2 separate regions of the Ovis aries genome follow, and region 1 is linked to region 2. A link is a contact called in public Hi-C data. All regions are on one chromosome and are shown on one strand. The core of a region is the stretch at or near the end of the contact, and the rest is flanking DNA. Distances in the headings are between cores, read along the strand shown.

What was found. A called contact is a pair of places that touch in the nucleus more often than the background predicts.
Region 1: a Hi-C map of tail adipose tissue shows a contact between it and region 2, with 4 times the contacts expected there. The contact joins the enhancer-like site here to the promoter of IGFBP5 in region 2. A contact is called at or near these places in 3 of 16 Hi-C or Micro-C datasets (muscle, omental adipose tissue and tail adipose tissue).

What each region holds. Positions count from the first base shown.
Region 1 is chr2:218,995,253-219,001,959 of ARS-UI_Ramb_v3.0, forward strand. No RefSeq gene overlaps it. Among named protein-coding and RNA genes, the nearest start is that of TNP1, 130 kb to the left of the region's middle. Within about 2 kb of position 5,314, at least 4 of the 54 cell types and tissues checked have an H3K27ac peak or open chromatin away from gene starts, as enhancers often do. A contact at or near this core is called in tail adipose tissue, where this site is marked.
Region 2 is chr2:218,684,215-218,690,614 of ARS-UI_Ramb_v3.0, forward strand. IGFBP5 (insulin like growth factor binding protein 5) reads right to left here and starts at 4,628. Exons shown (of 4, transcript NM_001129733.1): 1 at 4,282-4,628. The coding sequence starts at 4,615.

The DNA of each region.
Region 1 (6,707 bases), core at 4,064-6,563, 310 kb after region 2:
GAGATTTTCTCAGCAATCTGCTTATGAACAAAGAGCAACAGCTTAAAATGTTCCACAGCTGTTTAAGAAGTGTTTTGTGAGAAGTAGGGAGCTTAGGGGGATGTGTGTGATACTTTCTTCCCAAGCTCTGGTTGAGCGGCTGTTCTGTTCCTGGAAAAGAAGGGGACTTTGGGGGAATTGCTGAGTCACTTTCTCGGGAGGATCATGACACTCAGGGGAGCATCCCTGAGGTCCAGTCTCCAGTCCCCATCCACTCATAACTCATCTGAGAGATATGCAAAGCTGGCAGAAGGACTAGAGGCCTCCCTGCCAAGGCAGGCATCGCTCCAAGTGGGCTTCTATATTTATGTGAAACAGAAATAAAACACAGCACTAAAACGCAACAGACACACCAGTAGGCCACCCCCCACAAATGCATGTTTAATGAAAAGCAAGCAGTGGGAAGATGCAGTCAGGAGGTCACTTACAGAAGAATGACAACTTGGTGGCCCCCAGGAGCCTTGACTTTGATCAGAAAGCTGCCCACCGACAAGGCCCAGGCAAGTCTTAATGCCCCTCTGTGGACATTGATATGGCCAATCCTGAGACCCTGGACACTTTATTCATTTCTCAGAGCTGCCATAACAAAGTACCACAAGCTATGTGGCTTAAAACAACAGGTATTTTATCTTACAGTTTTGGAAGCTAGAAGTCTGAAATTGAGGCATTGACAGGACCATACTCTTTGAAGGAGCTGGTGGAGGATCCTTCTTTGTGTGTTTTAGCTTCTGGTGGTGGCCAGCATCCTTGATGTGTCTTGGCTTATGGACATATCCCTCCAATTTCTGCCTCTGTCTTCACATGTGACTATGTGACTTCTCCTATGTGACTATGTCTTTTTGTCCATTTTTCCCTCTCCTTATAAGGACACCAACATATTAGATTAAAGGCCACCCAAATCCAGTATGAGCCCTACAAAGATCCTGTTTCCAAGTAAGGCCACATTCATAGGTTCTGGGTAGATATAAACTTTGCAGGGACACTGTTTAGTCCACTACAGACCCTAAATGCATCTTTTGTCAGGGAAGAAAGGGGGCTAGAGAGAGATAGTTTGCTGTGTTTTACTCTCTTAAGCTCAGAAAATGACAGCCATTTTCCAGTTTGATGAAGTCCTTAGGCAAGTGGGAAGTCTGATGGTGTTGAGGTCTCCCTTTAAGCTCTCCATACTGGCAGGTCTTCCAGAAATCCCAAGGCTTAAGCCTCCTTGCAATACAACCCAGGAAAATATAAGTCTCATCACTTTGTAAAGAACTCCAAGAAAGAGTATATACAGCTTACATCCTTGATGGACAGGAGAAAGTCAAACTTCAAATGTGATTAATCAAATAAAAATTCTGCCCAAGCTTTGTCAACTCAGTAGGGACAGGGTCATCTACTCTGAATTTTAGCTTAGAAAATGAACTATCAAGCTCAGAAAACTGACTCCTTTTTTTTAAGTGAAAATTTTGGTTGACTTGGTTTATATATTCTTCAATCCTTTTATTTTTCCCCCTTTACCACTCTCATTCTTTCTCCTCTTAATTTTATCTCTTCTGTTTGTTGCTTTTCTCTAATTTTTAATTTCTAAAATTTAAAAAAGAATTTTTTAACTGCCCCTTTCTAATGCTTCTCTTGGCCAGCCTGCTGAAGGGCCAGCTGAGAGGAACTTTGCTTCTCCTATGGGTGCTGACTCATGCTTTCATCCCACTTGCTCCTTTGTAGTCTAGATGGCTCACTTGGTTCATGTATTAATAGATGGAGCTAGAGATGAGAAAGAGGAGATCTGAAAAGGGTAGAGGGCATGGAGGGAAAAATGACACCTCAGAGGAAACAGTGGAAAATGCCAGGAAATGACCGAAATTCAAGCCCTGAGCCCCGCCAAGACCAACAGCAGGAGAAGTGGGAGTGAAAATGGAAAGAACCATGAAAACCCAAGCAGACAGTCTTAGGCTGCATGTAGTAAAAGGGCAGAGTAGATAGTACAGGAAAATGTAGGAAAAAATTGGAAAGGAGAATTGGGGCACAGAAAAAGGCCAGACGACCAGGAGCAGAGGATGGAAGTGAAGCGGAGAGCTAGCTGGAAATTGTGATGCTTGGTCAAGTCTGAAGCATATAGTGTTGGATTTCTGCAAGTGTCCTCCTGTGTAAGTCCTAAAAACTTCTCATAATCTGATCTATGAAGTCTTTGACTTTCTGCTTCCTTTTGCTGGAATGGAGACACTAAATTCACCACACCTTTTAGGTTTTCTAAAGAACAATGTTCAGGCCAGGTGTCCTCGCGTTTCCCTTGGGCTCCAGGACATGGTAGATGTCTCAGTCCTGTCTAGACGGTGGCTGAGGGGTTACCCCTAGAAAGTGGTCAGCTTTCCCATACTGTCTAGACTGCAGTTGGTCAGGTTCTGCAGGAGGCATGACTTGTCTGGAGTAATGTACGATAAGAACAAAGCTTTGAAGGACATGTTTTTTTTTTTTTTTTCTGGTGAAATACCCTCCCTGTTTTTCAGTACCTCATCTCCTCCTTTCCAGACCTACCCTCCTCATGACTCTAAAACTCTGGGCCTTTCTTGACTTTAACCAAGTCAATAAATCCAAGCAAATCTAGCCAAGGATCAGCTGGTGGGGAAGAAGTATTTAAGGTAAGCCGCTTAGGCTTGAGAGTATGTCAGCCAACTGATTCCTGAAATTTCCTTAGAAAGACAGCATTTTGCTGTCCAGTTACTGGAAGTGTTGCAATTGAAGAAACAGTGGTCTGTTCCAATACGAAAGGAAAGTGAATCTTCTGAGCTCATTTGAATATGTTATATGGGTCTGGGTTTGGGACCACATTGAGTGAAATATGTCTCGGCCAAATATAGTTTGAAAGACAAGCAGTTCTGAGCTGAAATGAAGGAAATGCAGATTTCCACTTCATTCTCGCCAAAGTGCAGCTTACTGAATCAGATGATGGGCAGTTATTTCTTTTTCTCTTTGCTGAGGACACATACTAAAATTTATGCAAGTTAGAAGTGAGTTTGAAGGACTCCCCTCTGTCAACACGAGCTCCTCGGTGAGTGTGTGGTAGGAAGAAAGGGTCAGGATGCCTCTTTTCTAAGCACCCCTGGGAGAGACAGGGCTGACTTGGGACTAGGGAATCCACATCATCACCCCTAAACTCTCCTCTACTCCATAGCAGCACACACATGGATGAGAGTGGTCCTGTTGATTCAAAGACATCTCATTTTGTGTCGTTGAACTTTTTAACCAGCAAACTGAATTTTACTCAGACAGGGGTTTCCAAAGGGAGTCAATGCTTTCTGGGCCCCCCTGGCAGAGAACCTGGGTGGGGGCCGAGATTGGTGCAGTGGAGAGGAAGACGAGAGCTGCAGCTGGGCAAACAGAGCCCGCATTGTTCCCCCTGCAGCATCAGCGCTGCAGCCCAGGCCGGGTGCCTCCCTCAGAACGCAGCCAACGAGCTCATGGCGCCTCCATGCTCTGTTTACACAGGTGTCTTCCCTCCCCAGGGAAGCTCAGGCTTTGCAAACATGCGTGACCACATGCTTCCAGGAGATGGATGCTCACATCTGCAGGCTGCCAAGGGGAGAAACTGAGGCCCACAGTGGGGCAGGGGAGGCTTTCGGGCTGAGCAAACCCAGGAGGGGAGCCAGAAGGGCAGGCAGGTGTTGAGTCCCCACTGGCCTCTCTGGTTACCAGGCTGCCTTTGTCTTGTCAAACCTGCTCTTGACAGGGATAAAACCTTTGGATTTTTCACTTCCAGAGACTGCAGCAGCTTTCCATCTACCACTCGGAGCTGAAGCTGGAGCCCCGGGACTGTCTGGGGAGGGGGCTGGGCCAGTGACCCTCAGCCACACCTGTTCAGGCAGTTCTGCCAGCAGTGGCAGGGGAGCCGGGATAGAGGGAGGTCTGGAGCTTGGAAAACACTGTCACATACTTGAAAAATGTCCCCTGGCCCTACTAATACCCATTCCACTCTATTCATACACTTCTCCTCTCCCTACTCCAGTATCTCCTGGAAAACAAACAGAGAAGCCAAAGGAGAAATCCAGCCTGTTCATTTATTTCTGCCTTTTTTTTTTTTTTTTTTCAATTGCCCAATTTCAATTGCTCTCAGCTCCAATGCCCCAGATTCTTTACCGGATACATTGTAAGGAATTGAAAAGAGTGAAAGAACCAGAGAGGAAAAGAGATTAAAAAGACATATCATATTTTTAAAAATGGCCAAGACCAAATTGTGGTATCCAGGCAGGTTAAGCTAGTGCTGAAGCTATAAAAGGGTACCAGGATGCGTCACCATAACAGCCGGGAAAGAGGTCACTTTCAGGGCAGCAGAGAGTTGAGATTGAGACAGGACACATGGAGGGGGTCTGCTTCTTTACCCTGGTGCCGATCACAGTACAGTCAGTGCGCCTTATAATAAGCCGTGAAGTTATACTTTTATTTTGTGTGGTTTTCTGTACTTGTGTTTTATTTCACAACAAAAGGTTAAAATAATTGGTCTGATTCCCAGGAGCTGGATAGCTGGATTCTTTGGGTCCTGGATTAATGTCATGTGCCTCTTTCCACTGACATGATTGTATCATTGGAGCAGCTCTTGTGGGAACCTCTAACGCTAAATTCAGGGGTTACCCCTATGAAAAGAGTATAAGCAGCATGGCAGAACAGAAGGCAGAGCAGGTCTCCCTGTCCCTTTGAATTGGAAAGTGATCAGTGAATTTTCTTCTGCTTTGTCTGCTCTGAATCCAAAATGTTCAGAACACTCACTGGTGTAGCTGACAGGTGACTGATCCAAAGACTTCTTTGCATGAATAAGATCAATGCTGGTGCCCACTTTTCTCTTATGAATCCTTTTGGGGCTGTCTCTACCCACCTACCATCAGGCAAAAATGTGTCCTTCTGTTGTCTCTTGAAGGACTAAAATGGTCACAGAGATTGTCTGAGATTCCGCTCTGACTAACACACATCCTAGGACCTAACTCTTCTGAGCAAGAGACCCATCGGTGCCAGCAAGGCCATCAGAGACACTCAGATATTACCCTGGTGTCTCCAAGTGCATGCATACAATTGTGTGCGTGGCTGTTTAGAATAAGACAGCAGGTTGCTAGGCAATGCGTTTCCAGAAAGGAGAGTGTGAAGAAAAATAAATAAATAAATAGACGACAGGGATGAGATTCAAAGCCTGTTAAAACAAGAGCCTTTGGGTCCAGTTCATTTTGGTTTGATGGGAGTGTCACGGGGATGTCAGGGCTCACTCAGCTCAGGCATGAGTTTCCAGCCCTGCCTTCCAGCTCCTCACCCTCTGTCTTATGCGGTGGGGAAAGCTGAGATGAAATATGGCTCTCTGGAGGGCCATGCCTTTGTGAAAGGCTATTACAGCTGTAACAAAACTTTGGTAATCTGCACTGTATCCCATTACATCTCCAGGCTCCTTGGGTCCCTTCCCAGCCTCAAGGAAAACACACACACCCTTTTTTTCTTTCTTTATTTCTCTTTTGCTCCCTCCCTAGTTTCTACTTTCTGAAAGGTCATCACAGTTGTTCTTTTCACATAGTTTTTTTCCTCTAACATCTGATGGAAATTGGCCTGAGATAGGTAGCAAGGCTGGGTGGTATCTGCTTTAGGATTTGTCCAATTATTGAAGGAGATGCGCAGATCACAGTATGTGGTTGTCACTACAGTATGCTATAACGAGGCTTCCGTAAGCCTTCTTGTCCTTGGATGATTGCTTGCTGCCTAGTAATGAGAACTGGCCCTTGTTGGGAGCCTATGGGTTGTCTTACCCATTTCATGCTTACTTTTGGGGACCAGTCTGGCTTTATAGTGAAGGAAATGAGCTGGAACAAGAATACCTGAATTCCTGCCCTAGCTCCACCAGTTCTGTGTGACCGTGGAAATGCATTTTATTTCTCTATTTACTTATCTGCAAAACAAGGTTACTGATATTTTCCTCACTATGTGAGGGCCAAGAAGATGATCCATGTCTAGAGCTGTAGACAGGGCACGTATTGGGAAACCTTTGATAGTTGTTTCTTCCTTTTTATTTTGGTGTGATCTGAGTTCTTTGGTGATGTGCAGAACATAGTGGGTAGAGCTTTCTTTCCTGAAAACTCAGGGCAACAAAGCTGGTATTGGGGTGCAGACGGAGAAAAATGGGAGTGAGTTTTGAGTTGAGGAACTTGAAAAAGTGGGAGGAGAAACGAAGGCTAGAACAGGGGGCTATTCTAGCTTCAGATGTTCAAGAAGATAAAGAACTCAGGTGTGTTAAAGATTCTGGGTGATCTTGGAGGGCTAGGATGGATATCTGCCCCTAAACAGCTCTTGGGGATGGATTCATGAGCCAGGTAGCTTTACCGCCTCCTAAAAACACAATCTCCCAGGTGAGATGTGTGTAGGTCCTGAGAGCAAGTGTCTTTTAGAATCTAAATCTATACAAGTCACAATGGGATCAAGAGTCACTTGTTTGTATCAAAAAGAGACACGATTGGTTACCTTGAATGAATGATTCTGAACTCTGAGTTTCTCACTGTCTCTTATCTTAAGATAGTCAAAATATTTGGTCGACAAGATGACTGGCATGGAAGCTCTGTGATGCAGAAGCCAAAGTTGTGAATCCAGGCAGGTCTGAGCCCTAGGACCTGCTCCTTGGTCTCTGGTTGTATTAACTGAACTTACTTCTTAAACTCTCTGAAGCAGTT
Region 2 (6,400 bases), core at 3,378-5,877:
AAATCATGGAAAGAATTGGAGCTGGAAACTAGAATGGGGAATTCTGTGGGTAGAGGGAGAGGGGAGTGGAAGCTTAGAACTATTTTTGTTTGTTTATTTGCTTACTTATTTTTGCAGATATGTAATAAATCTTACTGTTTTGGAAAACATATTGCCAGGTTACAATTGAAGGATGGTCTCTGGGGATGGTAACTTCTCGACCTACCATAGTAAAAATGCAAAACAGACATGCAAACAAAACCCCACCAGATAGGATCCACGTCATGGCAGCCATTCTCTGCTTTTCACTTCCGCTTCCGGTGGGATCTCATAGGTACCTGATCTGTTTACGATGTTCTTCCGGTTTCTGGAGGCAGTGGGCCTGGAGTGTGGTGGTCCCTTCTCCAAAATTTTATTTTCCAAACATTAAATAACCCAGAGTTTTAAATACATCGCTCAAGTACAAAGTAAAAGCTTTAGACAAAAATCACCTTCCTTTCCTGCTAGCTCCTCTCTCCTCCCCCACCTTAAGGGGACCGAGGGGATTCCGTGGGGATTCCTGCTCCCATGCTCTTTGTTGTAACCTTCTGGTGACCCCTGGCTCCTAGGTCAGCCCGGTCCTCCCTCTGCAGCTGCAAGCCCACTTGCCTGCTCAAATCTGACCCTGAGCCCCAGGACTAGCACAGCTGCTCTGATTGAAAAACCAAGCCCCCTGGGGATGTCTTGGAGTTGGGGGATGGAGAAGGGGGTGGGATAGAAAAGGCGGTGGGATGGGAGGGAGGGATAAGAAAGGAGGGGGGAGAAAAAGAGAAATGGAAAGAAAATGAACTCTCACTGTGGCCAACTGTGCGTGCTCTTCCAGTCTGAGCTGACACAGCAGAAAGAGGAGGAAGGGAAAGGAGTGGGGAGGCAAGAAAAGTCAAGTTAAAAGCGCCCTCTTCTTGTCTTCCCAGTTCCCATTTTGGTTGGCTCAGGGCACAACCAGCCTCTCAAAGACTTGTTTCAAAGGGAGGGGATAGGGGTGGGAAAGGAATCTGGCTCCTTCAGTTTTCCATCTTGTTCAATCCAGACACAAATTTGGCCAATAAACCTAACCCTGGAACTTGATTTCAACAGGGCATTTGGACTAGGCTGGGAATGGAAGCCAGGGTGATGGAGGGCCAAATCCCTCAAAGAGGCAAAGGCTGAATGCATTTTTATTTAGGTAATTTTTCTTCTTTCCGAGAAGCATATTTTCTGCTCTTCCCCTCTTATTTCTCAATGACAGAACTGAAACCCAGCACCCACATCTCCCTGTATCCCAAACTTAATGTCTCACAAGCACAAGAAAGATCTTCCAGACACGGGTAAAGTATGTGGGCCAGTAAAGCCACAAGGCTCTTTCTCCAAAGAATGCCAGAGCAAAGCTTGGTCCTTCCCCAGACTCGACCCAGCTCACCCATATTTATTGAGCTTGGTCCAATAAATAGCTCCAGCCCTCATACACACTGCCCTCTGTTTCTATATCTATCTCTGCCCCTGAACTGGCCAAAATAAAATGCAGGGCCCGGAGCGCTCCCAGGACCCGGCTCGAAGGCGCACTCCCTCTCCCGTTGCCCAGCAACGCGCCTAGCAAAACACCAGTCCCCGCCGGCCCTGCTCTCTTCCTCCCACAAGCTTTGGCGGCTAGCCATCTCTCTCCCCATTTCTGATTCTAGAAATGCACTTTTTTTTGTTGTTGTTGTTGAAAAAACCCTATAGCTATCTCTCTATACACATATTTTTGGTTATATGTGTATATGTACATACGTCATCTATATCTGTCTCTAAATTTACATCGGAAGGGGCAAATCCCAGTTCACACTGCTCGATATTGGTAGAGAGGCGTGGCGGTTGGATGTCGGAGGTCAGCAATTTTGGCCAAAGGAGCCGACACTCTCCTCCCTCTTCTCTGTTCGTTTTCCTCTCTTTAAGTACTGTCGCTGCACCATCTCCGACTTTTGGGAGACCCACCCAAGCTGAAAAACTCCAGCCAGGAGGGCCCACTCCCATCCCATCTGTCTGGGAGGAAGGCGTCAGTTCCAGCTACCGGTCAAGGGCAGCCATCCAGCAACCGGAGCGGATCAGGCACCTGCTTTAGGCGAGGTGGAGTCTTTCAGAGGGGTTGGGATGGGTGGGGGGAGGAGGGGGAGGCCGCTCCGTGCTTCAAGGCACTTTGAAGGTGGGGGCTGAGGAAGGGGCTGCAGAGAAGTCTAAAGGGCATCTCATCTTGCTTGGAACAAAAGCTCTTGTGTGTGTGTTGGGGGTGGGGAGGGGTTGGGATTGAACTGGAAAGTTGGATGCGCCAGTTTGCTCTCCCAGCAATTGCGCGCGCTCACCCTCCACACCAACCACATCACACCAACCACACGGCTGGGCAAATAAAAGTGGGGCCAGAATGCGGCCAAGCGATACCTTGCATACTTTCGCTGTGACCGGATTGTTACCCAGAGCTCTCTCTCCCAAGCCAGGAAATCGATTCATGCCTTTCCCCCCCTCGGTGCCGGTGCTAAGCTTTTCCACACATCTCACAAGATGAAGGGAGGTGGGGCGGGACCGCCTTTGAAAATTGGCTCTTAATAAAAATAACTTCACCAACCGTCCTCAGGGGCCTCCGGGACCTGCACATTGCCCTCTCCCTTTTTTGCTGGCCGTAAACTGGAGAAACGCTACCTCTTGCAAAGCTGGACAGACAAAACCTGCAGGGTTTGCGGGAATCCACGTCGAGCCCAGGAAAGCTCTCGTGCCTCTCTTCTCAACCGCAGACGCACTCCTTTCCTACATGAGAGTGTCTGTAGTTTACAGTTAAGACAACTCGTGTTGGGGTGCTCGTAATGGACGGAGATAGGAGGGAAAGGCATTGTCCCAGTAAGAAGATACCTTACAGAATAAATGCAATTTAGCCAAGTCTTAACCCCTTTGGGGGAGGACCAATGCTCAGAACCCAGACTTTTGTGTATAGTTCATTAAACTTAAAAAAAAAAAATCAAGTAACTTTCCAAGAGGAAGCCGAAGTGTTTCAATTGAACAAGCAGCTCTGTCAACCTTTTAAACTCCAGAACTGAGAATTTGGGGGCGGGGCAGCCTGGGGGCGGGGCTACTTGGAGGTGGAGGGGAGGCGCCTGGTGCGTGGCTTTTCCGTCTCCGCCCCCTTGATTTTGCATTCTGCATTTCCAGGGCCCCTCTTCCATTTACACCACACCCACTTGTGATCTGGCTTGAGAGCTCGAGGGGCGACGCGACAGCGTGGGGGATTAGCACTGGCGGGGAAGCCGCGGTGTCTGAATTTCACATCTCTTCTTGTTTCCCAGCCCTATATCTACCTTTCTTCCTAGGTAAAATCTGAATAGGAGCAGGGGAAAGGAGCTCGATTCAGGAACAGCCAGCCCTGGAACATCAAGCCCACCTTTCCCATTCCTTTCCCTCACTACCCCCACCCCCCCGCCCCCGACTTGCTCCACCTCCCCGCCGCCTCTGAGCTTGCCCAAAGTCACCTTTCCTTTCCTGGGAGGAAAAAGAGATATTTTGCATTTCAGTATCTTTTACATACGACCAGTCAATCGCATCAAGTCAAGAGCAATGAGTGTGCACGTGGGAGGGGCATCAAAGCCCCCGCCCCAAAGGCAAGAGCTACCAAGGGTGCGTGCGTGCGTGTGTTATGTGTGCACGTGAGTGTGCGTGTGCGCCCGTGTGGGGGGGGGGCGGGGTAGGAGAATAGAAACGTCAAAGACGGACTGGTAGGGGGGTGGGGGGCTGGGAGGGACAAAGGTAGAATTAGCACCGAAAACCGGTAACGCCTCTCTCTCCAGGTCCCCAGTTGAAGCAATATTTTAACAAAAGGCATTTTTTTTTCAAGTTCAGAAAAAAAACAAAACCCACAGCATATTGGAGGTGGTGGAGAGGGAGTTGATCATATAAGATGCACACTTTCGGACTGGAGATTGAGTACCTGAGGATTTGCATCTAGAGAAGAAATAGGAGCTCAGAGTCACCGTTTAGTCGAGGGGGGAGGGGTGGGGTGAAGAAGGTGGGGGTAGGGACGAGGAGAAGGAGCGAAAACCCGGAGAGGCTCGGCTAGACCGACTCCTGGGGTAGCAGGATCGGCTGGGGCTCCGATTCCGAAGTGCAGGGACCCTCCCCGCCCTCCTCTCGGCCAGCACCCCGGCTCTAAGCCACTTGCTGGGCAGAGCGCTCGGGGCCAGCCTGTCCCGTGCCCCCCCACAACCACCCCCCCCGCCCCCGCCCGTGCGCCGTGTAGCTCTCTGGCACACGGAGCGCGCTCACCGATCTTGGCTTGCTCGCGGTAGCTCTTTTCGTTCAGGCAAACCCCGCGGCCGTGCAGCAGGGCGTGCAGCGGCTTCTCCTCGTCCTGCCGGGGGAGGCAACGCAGCCCCTGGGCGCAGCGCTCAGTGTAGACGCCGCACGACTGCCCCTCGGCCAGGGCGCAGGTCATGCAGCAGCCGCAGCCCGGCTCCTTGACCAGCTCGCAGCCCAGGGGGCTGGGGGGGCACATGGAGAGGGCTTTCTCGTCGCAGGGCTCGCAGTGCACGAAGGAGCCCAGACCCTGGGCCGGCCCCGCACAGGCGGCCAGAAGCAGGAGGAGCGCGGTGAGCACCATCTTTTCCGAGTCTCCCCCTTTACCTGGGGCGGGGCAGGAGCGCGAGAGTGCAGGGAGAGAGGGGCCAGGAGGGAGCGCGGAGCAATGTTCTTTTTTGAAAAAAATTTCTGGCAGGTAGAGCAGGTGCCCTCCCCCGGACAATTGCAAAATGTAGGGAGCGATGGAGGGCTGGAGTGCCTGCAAGCAAGTCTCAATTGCAAAGATTACAGACTTGCAACAGGTAGGGGGAAAGGGAGCAGCGCCAGGTGCATGCAGAGGAATCGGAGGCTGGAGAAACAAATCCCCTTCCCCACGAGTCTGACCTGGTCAGAATTGCGGCGGGGGAGCCAAAAATGGTTCACCCCCCAACAACCACCGGAAAAAAAGAGCTCGGAGGCTGTGAGAGAGGCAGTGGGGGGGGGGGCGGGAGAAAAATAGATTTCTTCTTCAAAATTTTTGTTTAAAATCTCAAAGTACACCCTGCTCCTTTCTAACCCTCAGCTGCCAGCGGCGCGCGGCTGCTGCGGAACAGGTAAGAGGCGGCGGCTGCAGCCGCGAAGGCGGAGGAAAAATGTGGAAATCAAGAAATTAAAAAAAAAAAAAAAGAAAAAACACACCAAACCCCCAACACCTCTTTTCTCCCACTCTGCTAGCACCTTTTCGAAATTCGCAGGTTCTGCGTGAAGCCCGAAGAAAGGTGCAAACGGAGGAGAGGGTAGTAAAGAAGAGGAGGGGAAAAGGAAAAAAAAGGAAAAAACCCACACCGCTTTGCAGCTCTTTCCTAGCTCTTTTTCCCCCGGCAGAAGTTTCCAAAGAGACTACGGGCTCCGGTTGAGCCGGCGCTTTTAAATAGACGGCCCCTGGCTGCCAGCCAGTTTGTAGCTGCAATTTGAGCTCCCCAACACCCAACCCAGGCAAGGATGCCAAGGAGTACAAACTCACACGGGATGGGGGTGGGGAGAGGCCTTCTAGACACACGGGGGCTCCCCTTCGCTGCCTGAACAGCTCCCTCCTCTCCCTAGAATGGAAGAAAGTGATGAGGGGACGGGGGAGGGGGGCTCGGGGAACAGGGCTGGAGCTGCCCAGAGAGGGAGAGGAGGTGGGGGTCGAGGGGGAGAATTCTTGCAGCGCGGTGGATACAATAAGGAGCAACTCATCTCCCGTCCCTCCCACCCCTTAGCTAGCCAAGGCGCAGGCTGGAGGGAGAAGAATTTTCTTATTAGCCAACTGGATATATAGAGTGCCCAAGAAATGCTACCTTAGCTTTGGGAAATGGCTGTCTGCTGGTGTCTGAGTGACCAAGTAAGGGTGTGTGTGTGTGTGTGTTGGAATGGGTGTTAGTGTAAGATGGCCAGCGATGGGTGGTGAGGGGAAATAGAAAAGAGACACTAAATTCCCCCCTAAAAATCTGGGGAAGGGGATTTAATCTAGTGTTTCTGTTGCTGGTGAAGTGACTGTCTTTGGTTGTAGGGGGAAGGGGCCGTTTTTCTTTAGCTACACTGTTGGCCCAGGGAAGCTCTGTGTGTGTGTGTGTGTGTGTTGTGTGTGCATACTGTGTGTACTTGCACCAAGGGACATTCATAGCAGCAGCATCATAGGCAGCACTGAGCTACAGAGACTGGCACTTGGGAGGAAATGCTGGTTCTGAAAATCGTGCCCGGAGGCCCCCTGTGTCCTGCCCTGCTGTGGGGTTGTCAGAGGCAAGGAAGGCAGAGTGGAGTGATCCTCCCCCTCCAGGTTCTTTGAAAGGAGTATTTCTATGGGGCCACAGCCCTGGAGGGCATAGGTAACAAACCAGAGGGACCC